Linked DNA regions of Zea mays: region 2 is linked to region 1. Evidence: chromatin contacts called from public Hi-C data. All regions are on one chromosome and are shown on one strand. The core of a region is the stretch at or near the end of the contact, and the rest is flanking DNA. Distances in the headings are between cores, read along the strand shown. Region 1 holds the start of LOC100275241. Region 2 holds the start of LOC100272530 (callose synthase 11).

Region 1 (7,108 bases), core at 1,507-4,006:
TTTTTAAAATATATGTAATGGCCGACCAGGTTTCATAAGTTTAACCAGCTGTAATCCTAAAATAATCTACCTTCAATTGGAACCAAAGTGACTAAGGGGGTGTTTGGTTTGCCCCTCCTAAAATTTAGCCCTTATCACATCGAATGTTTGAACCTCCGTTCGGGGTATTAAATGTAGTCGAATTATAAAACTAATTTCTCAGCCGAAGATTAAAAAGTGAGACGAATCTAGTACAGTTGGTTGGGTCTATATTTCATACTCATATTTGAAAGTCAAACGCTTGATGTGATCCGGGCTAAACTTTAGTCCACAGAACCAAACACCCCCTAATTAACTCTTTGCTTTTTGTGGTCAACGTTCTCTTAAAAATTCCTTTCTGGCCCTTGAAATATATTGCCGTAAGGCATCCGCTTTTGCTTCTCGGCGAAAGCATATTCGCCGCTATAGATGGTTCTGCGAATGGTCGCCGTTGCTGCAACAACTTCGCTTCCAGTCACTTTCAAATCACTACTAGATGCTCATCGGCGAATACAGAGTCAAAAAGGTCTCCTTAAGCTATTATATTATTTTTTTCCCTTAATTATACGGCACATTTTCTGGTTAAACAAAAAAACCCGTAAACCAATTACTGTATTTTAAAAACCCCAGACCAATTGACCTTCACATGTACAGGAACAAAATAGCCAGATTCCAAAAGTCAATAAAGTTTGGCATGTGCTCCACGTCAGGGGTAGATAGGTCAGATCTACACAACGAACAAAGAAACTTCAGATGCTGTCATGCTCAATCAGTCATGAATACACGATACATAACTCCTTGTCTGCGAAGAAAGGGAGAGCTGACAAGAAGCTTCCTCCCCATTCCTTGTGGTCTAGCCACAGCCCACAGCCTCTGCTATTCCAAAGTCGATGAAGCAATTTCAACACCATCAACTGCAATCACACCCGGGCATTGGTCACAAATATAGATGTCTTGACGTTCAATTCAGAATAAAATGATATCACCTTCATTTTAGAAGAAAAATAATCGATACAAGACACATCTTTAAAAAACATGTCCATTCCCAATCACCAGGCTATGCGGAGGCTGCAAATGTCCATACTCCAAACTCCATAGACCATAGTCCAGCAATAGGTAGGCAAGGTAGCCAGTCCATTCCCACCTTCTCTATATATCCTCACAGCTCACTTGGCACAATTCACAAAGGAACGATCAAGATATTTTGCTCTTCTAGAAGAATAACAAACAGAAATTTATATAATATTAAATGTAGATGTAGCTTCTGTTTCCAAGGTCCCTATCCAGAAGTCAATGCCTAACCAGCCCCAGTTTCAACATGCAAGCAACAGAGAAATATAAGATACAAGATTTCAGTTTCAGAGTTATTAGTGTATATTGCACAACAATTCAGGCAGATTTGATGTTAATAATATCAAATTCATCCAAAGTGCCGAGGTGTTCATCCCCCCAACACCAGTAACAGCCCTATCACCTTTTGGTGTGAAAGGCACCATATATGAACACCCCAGAAACGCAACTGATCAAAACATGTTATTACTGCAAGATTCAGATTGAAGCACGATGTGGTTCAAGTGCGACATAGAATTTACGAAGCATCTGTTGTACAATAACTTGTTACTCACAAACTTGAATAAATGAGAAGAAATCAGGCTAATTTGAACAGACCTAACAAAAGCAAGGAGCTAACCAGTCTTCATAATGACATAAAACCTGAGAAAAGGACATGTTGAAGACAGTAAGACACATGCATCTTAAGAGCATTATTAGCATAAGCAGCACACATAATGTGCATAAAATTAATTCGAGCGGACAGAGTAGCTAGGCAAAGACTAACTTAAGTATACAGTATCATCTAAATATGGTAGATACATAGCATAGGTGATCAGCTATAAGGTCGGATTTCACATGAGGAACATAAACATGACAGCTGTGTGCAGTATCATCTAAGTAGATAAGATCAGTTGTATGATCAGATTTCACATGAGGAACATAAACATGACAACGGCCAGCCTCGTACAGGAAATATGGTTTATTGACGAAGGGAGGTGCCAGCTGCTCTAACTAGTAACTAATGCATCCTATGCCAAATGTAAGTCATTTTAGGATTCGATCAGGTAAAGCTTTTGTTAACTGGTCCATCAAATATTAAAAGTGGTACATATTGACCACCGTGGCCGTGACGCTGTCGTCGTCGGCGGATCTCATCGCGGCCTCCGCCTCTTCGAGAGGCAACTCCGCATCCCCGGCCATGGCAGCAGCAGCAGGGCGTCCGCGCCGCAGTCCATACCTCGCGAGTTGCGGAGTACTCGAAGCCCTTTTCCCTCCTCCCTACAACACATTCCTAGCAGCACGGCTCACTGGCTCAGCGGCGCGAGAGGCAGGACACAGACCGAGCTCACTGCTGCCATCCCATCCCCTCCCTCCACGGCGCTCGTGGATGCAAATGAACAGTCGAAACGAACAGCCGAAACAGAGAGGGAAGAAAAGGCCCTGGGCCGTGTCAGAAAACCTAACCTGACCCGGTGCAGCACGGGCCGTTCCGGCCCACGGAGCAACCGCTGCGTGGGCCCGAACAACCTAGTAATTTCCAGAGAGATCCGTCCCTATCCCCAACCTTCCTACCACCACCACGTGGTGTGAGTGTGACGGCATTTGGCGTTTTGGCTATACAAGAGTCATCATCATCATCGCTTCCCAATATCCAGAAGTGTAAGTATCTCGCGTCGCCGCGATCGAACACACACATCACCAGCTTTGGGAGCCGCTGAGAGAAACCGGACGCGCGGTGGTTTGCTTTCGCCGGAAGCGCCGTCGGATTAAGAAGCATAAAGGGAGGAGGACAGATGGCGGGGGATCGGCTGAGCTGGGCGGGGCTGCTCAAATGGAGCCTCTCCTACGTCGACGGGGCGGGACCCTCTCGCGCCGTCAGGTAAGGGAATGTTGGATTGCTGGCGAGAAGTCAGCGCATGTCTGCTTTTCTCTTTGTAGACGTGGCTGAAGCGCGTGTTGGTTTTCGGTGGTGCCAATCAACAGAGAGGAGGAGCGGCGGTGGCTGGCGGACGCGGTGGAGCAGCACATGATGATGGACGTGGTGAGCCGGATGAGGGAGATTGCGCTGCTCATGAGCACCCCGCCCGCCGTCCTGGAGGCGCAGGGCATCACCCACGACGACATCGAAGGTATGGGTCAATTATATTGCATGATTGCAGGATGCATTTCCCACATCTCCTGCTTAAATTCGCTGAACACGCATGCTAGTGTTGGCTTCTACGCTTAGATCTTTCAGTTTTAGCGTTGCAAGTTTAGTATTAAAACTATGAATTTCAGTTAACACATAACAGCGTTTGTAGTCCAACGGTTAGGATAATTGCCTTCCAAGCAATAGACCCGGGTTCGACTCCCGGCAGACGCAAATTTTTTTGTTATTCTGGCTCATAATTTCAACTCTAGTCTGGCCCAAATTGCTTCAAAGTAATGGTTATAGATGTGGAATTGGGCAGGCATTTTTTTTTTGTTATTCTGGCTCATAATTTCAACTCTAGCCTACCCCAATTTGCTTTGTTATTGTTGTTCCGCTTTACATCAAGGAACAGTAACGCTTAGACAAATGACCCTCCCTTTACCAAAAAATATGAAAAGATTGGTGGAGATATATTTCTATGCGGCTTTTCGTTGTACTTGTGTTCTTCTTACCTGATTGTTTGAAGAACTGACATCTATCTAATGGTTATACGCATAGGCATGTTTTGAGCCCTGTTGAGTGTAACAATCTGCAAGTTGAGGGGAAGCAGATTACAGTCTGCCTATATAATCTAGAATGTTGTTTCAACTTGCAGATTGTAACAGCCTTCAAGCTGACTATGTGGACCTTAGTTGCATTTAGTTTCAGATGTCATTTCTCATACCTGATGAATACTGATCTGCATGCTTCGGAAAATTCCAGATTTGCTGAGTGAGCTGCAGGTGCATGTTGAGTCTATCGACATGGCAAATGGTATGTCCCAGATTCATGTTCAATTTTTCCCATGTTTTGTTATCATTTCATTTATATTTCACAAAATCTCATGTTTCATATCTCAATTTGCAATCGACTTCTAGTTTTATGGCCGTAATCTTTGTTTAACCCCACCCTTACCTCAATATGGTTTCAGTTGTGATATACAATACAAAATGGTACCTCCTTTGTGGGATTCTTGAGGGTCCTTGATGTGGATGGCTCCTTGGGGCCAGACTTTTGCACAATTACAAATCATATGATAGAAGTCTTCATAGCTATCTGATATGTGTTATGAGTGTGTGTCCATTAGAATTCGCCTACTCCTAGTGTCAGGTCGTAATTTCTGCTTGCATTAAGGTTTATGAACATATTTCATTCATACATACAGGAACTCAAATTATTTACTTTTAAGTGAAATCTACAATTCCATATGTAGGAGACAATGGTAGCACTTGGAGGCATGCATTCTTGGTGTTGAACTGAATACATTCACATCATTGGGTGATTCAAAATGACATTCGTAGTTTCTTTTGAGGTGGCTAAACAAATGGATGGAGGCAACTATAGTGGTATTTGGCAATAGAACATTGTTATTCAGGTGAATTCTCAGCTTCCCCTTTCAATATGCTACCGTGCAACCTTTTTCAAGGGGAGCTGATCCATTAGAATAAACATAATTGACTGAACGATGAACTGATTGTTCACAATGAAGCAATAATAGCCACGAGTCTAATTTAAAATATCCATCATGTGAAACTATCATTTTTTATACTCACAGTTTGTTATTTGGATGACTTATTTTGCCATTTCTATGTGGTGCTCTAGATTTGCATTCTGTTGGTGGGTTGGTTCCAGTTATCAAGTACCTCAGAAATTCTAATGCTCGTATCCGAGCGAAGGCAGCTGATGTGGTAACAACAGTGGTTCAGAACAATCCGACCAGCCAGCAGTTGGTCATGGAAGCTAGTGGGTTTGAACCTCTCTTATCCAATTTCAGATCAGATCCTGACCTTACTGCTCGGATAAAAGCTCTTGGTGCACTATCTTGTAAGTGTTTTGTCCACATTTTTAGATGGACATAGTATATATTACATCCTAAATTGACATGTCTAATTATGCCCTCATTAAATATTCAGCTCTGATTCGAAACAACAAACCAGGAGTTTCTGCATTTCGTTTAGCCAACGGATATAGTGGACTAAGAGATGCATTGAATTCAGAAAGTGCAAGGTTTCAGAGGTAACACAATTGATTCGAAATCCTGAGGTGATGTTTTTTGGAAAAATGCCTTGCCTTCATGTTATTTGACTGAGGTGTTTTTGGTCTTTTTTTTGTGTGTGTCTATCAGGAAAGCATTGAGTCTGACTCACTATCTGCTCAGCGAAAGCCATTCAGATTGTTCAGTATTTGCACAGTTAGGTTTCCCCCACCTTATGATGCGTTTGGCATCCAGCGATGACTCCGGTGTTCGAGAGGCAGCATTAGGGGGCTTGCTTGAGCTTGCAAGGGACACGACACTTGGAAATAGGAATCTACTAGCAGAACATGACAGGTTACGAAGGCTTCTCCGTGGACGTATGGAAAGCATAAGGACGATGACTCCTGAAGATTTGGATGCTGCACGAGAAGAGCGGCAGCTTGTTGACTCACTTTGGATCACATGCTACCATGAACCCTCCATGCTCCGCAATGAAGGGCTCCTTGTTCTGCCTGGGGAGGAATCCTTTGAGCAACCTCCTGATGTGGCTGGTAGATTGTTCGAGCCAATGCGCCGAGCTTCTGCTAGGAGGGCACCCCCTGCTGAGAGATCAGACCCAAGGGATGAAACTGGGGGAGGAATGGTTTTGCTTTTAGGTGGTCCAGCACAAGATGGTAGATCAAACTCCCCCAATCACTGATCTTTCTGGGCGGTGAGGCCGTGCGTTAGGAATGGAGAAATGAAGCAAACCGTACTGCTGCCTTGTAATAATTATATAAGTTGCTTCGAACAACATTATGTAATGTGTAATTAGGATTTAGGGACCTGGCATCCAGTCTCAAATAAGTAAATACTACGTTGTGTTTATGCTTGTATAGTATTAGTGGCTCCCAATCATGTTATATACTTGTACATGTGTTTGTTCGACGTTGAGTAAACAGTGTGAATGCTAAACATTACATCCATTAAATCTAAGTAGCACAACATTTCTACTTTCATGGTAGCATCAAATAGACCAACACATGCATTTGTAGGAAACTCTTGGATGTTTGCTTCTGCAAATCTGGGCAACTATGAATCTGTGATCAATCAATTCTGTTCCTTTGATCTCAGACCATATATCGCTCTCGATTATGTAGACTCACTCTAACCAGCTGCAGCCATGCAGCTTCTTCATGCGCCGTCTCTTTGCCAGCCTCTTCATCTTCATAACATCATCTTGTCTGCCTACACTTGCCAGCGAGTCCGAGAGTAGGAGGCAACTTGCTGCATTGGCCGGCTCGACGGTTAGCAGGTGGGACGCAGCCAGCTCGGCAAGCTTGATGTCGCCATGGCTCCGGCATGCCCCCAGCAACGCCCCCCAAACGAAGCAGTCAGGCCCCAGGGGCATGGCTTTGATGAAATCATAAGCCTCGGCGAGCCAGCCGGCTCGGCCAAGCAAATGCACCATGCATGCACAATGCTCCAGCCTCGGCTCGATGCCGTGTTCTTCCTGCATGGCGCGGTACAGGCCCTTCCCGAGCTCCACCATGCCGGCGTAGCTGCAAACCGTCAGAGCGGCGGTGAACGTCAGGTGATCCGGCCTTGCTCCGTCGCACAGCATCCGGTTGAAGAGACCGATGGCTTCTTGGCAGTGACCGGAATTCGCCAGCCCGAAGATCATGGAATTCCATGTCACCGTGCTTCTTTCCGACATCTTGTCAAACAGCCTGCGGGCTTCGACCACAAACCCGCTCTTCGTGTACATATCTACTAGAGCACTGCTCACATTGAGCTCCTGTTCGACGCCGGTCACCACGGCGTAGGCGTGGACTTCCTTGCCACGCTTCACGTCAGCAACATTGGCGAACGCAGGCAGGATGCTGGCAATCGTGGCCGAGCTCGGCAGGACA
Region 2 (7,108 bases), core at 3,167-5,666, 670 kb before region 1:
CTCCCTCCCGTCTCTCTCATTTTTATTCCTTTTGGTTTCATATTTATTCTTTCTACTAGTGTATTACGCGCGCTCATGCGCGCGTGGCGAAGTGAATATGTATAGAGCGATACTGTGGTGGATAGTGTGCTATGATGGTGATTAAGCAAGTAATTTTGGTTGTAGAATAGATAAATGTTGTAGCACACTTAACACAAACTTGAGAGTAGTTTGATAAGACATGTATCATACATGAAGTTTGGTTGTAACATAAACATACAGTGCAATATTCATTAAAAAGAAATTATATGTTTTATATGAGGTGCAATAGCATACATAAAACAAGGCATGTTGTTTGTTGTAGGAGGTTGGTCGTATGTACACGAAAGTAGATTGCTTTTTGTCAGCATGGGAAGCTTTGTAGGCACACAAAATAGAATCCTGTGAGACATAAAAAAATGTTAATTGCGGTTAGATTCTTTGTTTGGTACTCAAGATGTTGGTGTATCATTTATATAATGTAAAATTGAGTAGTTTTATGTATTTTAATTAGTATGTCAATGTTAGCAGTAGTATGATGGGAAAATTTGAAAAAAAAACCTATATGTTAGGAAGGGGAAATTAGCATGTCAATATTAGCAATAGTATGATGGGAAAAATTGAACATGTAGGTAACTGTGAATATATAGTTTAGGAAACATGATATAAGTGTTAAAAATGAATATTAGATGTGCATAGCAAGGAAGTATGTTATCCTTTTTTTTACATTCCTGTTGTAGTACGCATGAGTTAATGGGGTATCTGGGTTGAAGTACCACTTAATTATACTTGCCCTACATTAGAAGCAGCATTGTTGGTTTCATGTTTAATAGGAGAACTAATGCAAAAGTGAAACAAAACATCTTCGGAGTTTAACCTTTAAATTGTTTAGTTAAATAGTTGACAAATAATATGATTATAGGCTTGCTTTCTTTGTTGTTGTAAACCTCGTCAATAGAAAAAATGTGTGTAGTCCTCCCATAGTGTAATTTTTAAAGGTGTATCGTTGATGTAGTAGATGTAAGAAAAAATATGTGACGGTAAAAGCAGTATCAAAGAGTGTTGTGTAAATCAATGCAGTAGCTATACGTTGTGGTGATAACAGAAATATACATACCTTATGTCCCTAATAAAAATGACTCACTACTTGAGTTGTTGTGACCAGCAATGGAATATATTATTAAAAGTCAACTACAATGCTTCAAAGTTAGCAAAGCTTATGATGTGCATATACAAACGTCACTGAAGATCTTAATGTGCATATACGAACATGACTGCAGTACAGATGACAAGAAAAATGGAACAAAAGAAATTAAGGAAGATACGATATTCAAACAACTAATCATATCATTCTATAAAATAGGATAAGGGATGAAGTAATTACCTCACTGATGTTGTCCTTGAGGAGCAGGGGTACTACTTAACGCTGGAATGAAGAAGCCAAAGGACCAATTGAATTGGTTGTCAATTGTTAACATGGTAAAGCTAGAAGGCATGTTCGAAAACAAAGCTCGCAAAATATAGGAATGGTTGGTGTAGTGCTCATCTTTTTTACAAAATTAGGTGGGCCATTGATATTTGAGCAGACTGAATATTAGTTGCACTAATAATAAGAAGCTATTCATGAATCTGTAAAATCTAGGAAAAATTGAACTGATGAAAGCAAACCTGGAATAGTGCCACCTAAACTCGGCAACATGCTGAATCTCACACACAACCAGATCTCAGGTCTGATTTCGACGACGGTCACAAAACTGAGTGATCTCTATGAGCTAAATCTGCCACAGAATTACCTGTCCAGCCTGATCCCTTCGGATATCAGCAAGCTACAGGAGTTGCAGAGCCTGCTGGACTTGAGAAACAACAATCTCAGTAGCCACATCTCTGAAAGTTAAAACTAAAAAATCTAGAAGCACGAAGCAATTAGTCAAGAAAAGAAGTGTCCCACTATAGAATCGAACTAAGATGCAGTCTTAACTTTTAGTTTGACATGTATTAGCGCCATTCTTTCATCCTGGTCTACTAATGCCTCTCTTTTAGTTCAATAAAATGAATAGTCAAATTAGATGAAAGCGGATATTCTGGGAGAGGAGGTGAAGGAAAATAAGGAAGGGCGAGTAGTGTGTACTGCGTAGTAGCAATTTTTAAGATATGTATAGCTCATCTGATATGACATCGATAACAATGTTTGATCAACAAAACTTCAAATAGAAAAAATACCAGTACATGTTGCGAAAAAATATGGGGCATCGCTTGTATCGCAATAAAATACCATTATTGTAGGCCACAAAGCTTGAGAGCATGTGTTAGACAGTACAACATGGAAAGGGTTTTAACAAACAACCATAATTAGTTAATAAATTCACTGCATTATGTATCTTGTTGAATGGACGACTGCCCAGAAAATAGTATGTTTTTATACATAGTTGGCCAGATGGCTATTGTTGCGATCATTCTTCATTATTCTATATAGAATGCATGTCAAAACATAATTGTGCAGTTTTTTATTTTGAACAGTCGTAACAATAAGAAACAAATATAAGAGTAAATGAATATATATGTGAAAAAATGTATAGGTGCACACATTTGCACCGAAACAAAAAAGAACATTTCATTGAAAACATATATAATGTTTTGGAAAAGGAATTATACAACTAATGCAAATTTAATTAACAAAAAACTACGTAAAGAAAGAGACATAATTCTAGAAGTAAGGTTCAAATACATACATATCTTCCAGTGAGTTTTTTTTCTTTTAGAGTGAATAAGTTGGTCACTAGAGTAACAAAATGGTCGTTTGATAGAGAGGAAAGGGAAACAGTAGTTGTGTAATTCCTCACAATGAAGAAACACACACACTAATGTAAGTGGTTCAGAGATGAATATATATGTGGAAAATGTATAGGTACACACATTTACAACGGGAAAATGCACAGTTCATTTAAAACGTATATAATCTTTTTTAGAAAATGATTTGAAAAATTAAATGTAATTTAATTAATAGAAGGCTACGTAAAAGGAAGAGGCGTAACTCTTGAAGTAAGGTTGAAATACATACCTATCTTCTAATGAGGTTCTTTCTATTGCAGAGTGAATAGAATAGTCATTAGAGTAATGAAATGGCCATTTGACAGAGAGGAAAGGGAAATAATAGTTGTTTAATTCCTCGTAATGAAGAAAAACTCACATTGATGCAAGTGGCCAAGAGAATTCAGTGGTTCCTCGCATGGAAGAAAAACACACACCCTAATGAAGGAAAACACACACCCTAATGAAGAAAACACACTATTGACAAACACAGGTTTCAGAGGATTGAGTGTGTAAAATTGGGTAGAAAACATAAGAAGCGTTGATACACCCCTGTGAATTTTTAAAAAGGAGCAACCTTTATTACGAATCGAGATGTGCATCTTCTGATATGAAGTGGGAATGTTTAGATAAAGAACATTTTCACATTTTCATAGGAAAAGAACCCTGTAGGACTTGGTGCTATACAAAATCAGTACCTTTGGGAGGGAGATGCATCAAATGCGACTTGAAAGAGCCCCACCGTAAGAAGCTAATATGGAGGGCACTGGCATGCAGATCTTCACGCAGTATATATATAGAAAAATGCAACAAGGGAATAAGTGAATGCATACATGACTTAATGGGAATAATTAAAATAAGGGGTGTCAATGTATTATGTAAACGTACCTCTTGTAATTGAAGTCTAATTTTCTAAAAATTTAGAGATGCTTTTGCTCAGTGCGCAAGGGACAAACCTGCAGAGTCTGTTAGAAAGTATGGTATTAAGCGATCGTTAATCTCAGTAAATAAATATAGAATGGGCACATTTGTTAGGAGCAAATGTGGATTTCAATTGTCAATATCCAAATTCAATGGCACAGTCGGTTAGAAAGTAGGTTAATAAGCAATCATTAATCCAGTAAACAAATATAGAAAGTGGAGGGGGATGCGGCAATATGAAGGGCACGCGCTGGCCGTGGACCGTGGTGGAGCACGGCGGCAGCAGCGACCCAGCCACCGGTCGCGTCCTCACTGGCTCCTAGCTGTGGGACTCGTCCCTGGTCCTGGCCGCCTACTTCACAGCGGACTCCCCCACCAGATGTTGCATCTGTGGTGCCACCGTCTTGGAGCTCGCTGCTGTACGCGATGGAGGATCCGGAGTCTGAAGCGGTGGCGACTGTCACCGGAGCCGCGAGCGAGCGGGCGGGGGAGGGCGGGGGTGGAGGTGGGGAGGGAGCGCACTTACATGGACTTTTGGACCGCCGACGGAGGGAACCGGAGTCCAAAGCGGCTGTCGCCGGAGCCGCGGGTGAGCGTGGGGTTTAGGGGAGGAGGGAGCGCGAGATGTGCAGGAACAGACAGTGCGAGGAGAGAAGAATCGTCACCTGGAAGTATCTACACGGACGCACGGGAGAGAATAGAAACCAATGATGCACGATCCAACGACTAAGAAAATTTTGCCGACGTGGACGCATGTGAGAACAGATTTCCTTTCTGCTTTAATAATAAGGAAATATGGGACACCGACAATGATCAATGAAATATTGGTTTTTACATACTTATCTCTGTTCTCAAATATTTATCACTCACTAGTTTATTTTTTTAATTAAACCGCGACAAATAAAAAAGAACAAAGAAAGTAATAAGTAGTTGTAATCGTATTTATTACAGTGCTGCAAACAAACAAATATTTTATTAAGGATGGATATCTTTTTCTATTGTAATTGAATTCCTTTTCACATGGAGCAAGTATAATTCCATGGACCTAGAACGTTTGGAACGTGAGAAAAATATCCTGCTCCTGTGTTTTTATTGAAGGCTTATAACGATTTATATGAAATTCCTCACTCCAAACAGACCCTTTTTAATAGTTTAGGGAGAAAGACACTTTTTTCGCGTGGAAGAAATAGTGGCCTAGCCGGTGTCTAGGCCCATTGCAAGCAGACGTGTCCTTTTGAAATCCCTCTACTCCACCTCGGACCTGGGCCTGGGTCTGGGCCTGCGAGGATTTGAGGGCAGCACCTTGTTCTGGTTCTGGGCCAAAATTCACCACTGTTGGCCTCTTTTCGATGCTGAAGAAGGAGAGTAATACGGTTACCGAACAGACACGGAGATTGGCACATTTCTTTCATACTTTCATATATATAAAAAATATCAGAGCTCATGTAAAGGTTTTGCAGTGGACTTCATTCACCAGAAACAAAAGGCAAGGTTCTCCTGCTGCAACCCGCCTGGCGGGCGAGAATACGCATCGAACAGAGCAGATGAGCGAACAAATTCCAGAAGCCATCATACGGAACAGAGGTGTCGCGCTTCTGGGTCTGGAAAGAAAACACAGGGCGCCGTCATGCCTCGTGCCACGCCACTGACCACAGCAGCCAGCACGCAGCATGAAGCATCCAGCTCGCCAGTCACCTAGCGTGCGAACGCGTTGGGCGAGTCCAAATCGTCCTGCTCCGTCCGCCGATGACCATCGCCATGCGGTCGGTGGGCGGGGTCAAAGAAAATGAGTCCCGCACTCCCGCTTCGCATCATCGCCACGTGCCGCACGAGTAAAGGACGGAAGGGGGAGAAGCTTCCATCCCCACCGCGTCGTGCTCTACTATTCTATGTTAGAAGATATATAATAACTAGATGAGTGCCCGTGCGTTGCAACGGGAACGTATAATAATACGATAACTTATGCACAAATGTGTATTATATTGTTATGAGAAAATGTTTCGAAATCCATTGTGATCCTAACTATATATAAATTTTGTTATTTTAATCTAGTTATTTCACCATTACATTGCAACCATTAGTAACATATTGATCTCTATATATGATTTTAATAATGTCATTGAGTTATAATGACAGCACAATTAAGGAAGTGTTATTTACAACTCAAATATCAGAAAAAGGGTACTAAGAAAGCACGGAAATTAGGTAATTAACTCTATCACAAGAACCAAGTGAACAATGAAATATCTCCATTCCAGCAAATAACATGATAGCCTAAAATTCGGAAAAAGATCAATACAATGTTGACCATATATCATGGCTATCACCATTGTCATCATTTATCATGCATGGATAATATCGATCACATCGTGCACCTCCAGCATGCATTGAAAGCTCTGTTTCCACCCCTAATGATGAAGAGGTCAAAGCAGAGGCCCTTGACGGAGCAGACGTAGTGCGCGGCGACGGCGCGGGCATACCGGATGAGCTTGCCGCACCAGGCGAGGCAGAACTCCATTAAAGTGTGGCTAGAAAAAAGCTAGAGCTCAGAGCGGCTTATAATATTGAATAATTCTATGGATAATAGGGTCGTTTCTTAGTTTTTAATGATAAATTTATGATACTTCATAATTTAGATTACTCATAATATTGAATGATGATGGTATATTCCATATTTATATATTTTTTAATTATGTTATAATGCAATATATTTATTACGGTGCGGCTCACGAGCGCTCGCCAGCTCGCGAGCCAACTTCGAGCCAAGCCGAGCATCATTCTTGAGCTCGTGCAATGGGCGAGCCGAATCGACTCGTTTCCAACCCTAGTCAGGGGTTCTAGTAACTCGACACCTACATATTTCTCCATTACATTATCGGATAATCATATTCCTCCACTTATCCTTCAAGTCCACCTACAATACATCAAACAAACAACCCGTCAGTACCTTGACTGGAAACCACAGGAACTTCACTATAATAACCAAATACCCACTGGTGTTCTGCAGATAAAAACGTCAGGATTGTTATCTAATATTTCCTTCCAATTGCCCCTACCATACCTACACATGAAACAAGCACAATATACCCATGAGCATACAACAACATCAACTAAATGCGATTGTTTTAGAATAAGAAAGCTGAGATGTCAAATAAGAATAAAATAAATCAGAACATCAAGACAAAACATACTGTTCAACACCCTTTCTTAGTGTTTATTCTAACAAGCACCACCTCCTTGCCTTCCTATGCCCATTCTTATTTTCTCGCGGTGCCAAAGGAGAAACCAGTACTATCGGGAAGGGTGGTCTACGTAATGATGATTCTGAACACTCAGGACCTGACTCCTCCCACTGCGAACA

What was found. A called contact is a pair of places that touch in the nucleus more often than the background predicts.
Region 2: a contact with region 1 is called in a Hi-C map of tassel, with 3 times the contacts expected there. The contact joins the promoter of LOC100272530 here to the promoter of LOC100275241 in region 1. A contact is called at or near these places in 2 of 25 Hi-C or Micro-C datasets (ear and tassel).

Annotation. Positions count from the first base shown.
Region 1 is chr1:39,676,782-39,683,889 of Zm-B73-REFERENCE-NAM-5.0, reverse strand. It overlaps LOC100275241, which reads left to right and starts at 2,756. Exons shown (of 6, transcript NM_001149376.1): 1 at 2,756-2,950; 2 at 3,055-3,200; 3 at 3,965-4,015; 4 at 4,844-5,065; 5 at 5,155-5,257; 6 at 5,367-6,087. The coding sequence starts at 2,865. The coding sequence ends at 5,916. TRNAG-UCC (transfer RNA glycine (anticodon UCC)) reads left to right here and starts at 3,362; the gene lies at 3,362-3,433. LOC109943141 (a long non-coding RNA gene) reads right to left here and starts at 2,492. Exons shown (of 2, transcript XR_002265829.3): 1 at 1,005-2,492; 2 at 537-932. It overlaps LOC100280408 (pentatricopeptide repeat protein PPR868-14), which reads right to left. Exons shown (of 1, transcript NM_001153331.1): 1 at 6,135-7,108. The coding sequence ends at 6,358.
Region 2 is chr1:40,348,125-40,355,232 of Zm-B73-REFERENCE-NAM-5.0, reverse strand. LOC100272530 (callose synthase 11) reads right to left here and starts at 4,416. Exons shown (of 6, transcript XR_004853101.1): 1 at 4,274-4,416; 2 at 3,715-3,791; 3 at 1,403-3,605; 4 at 1-420.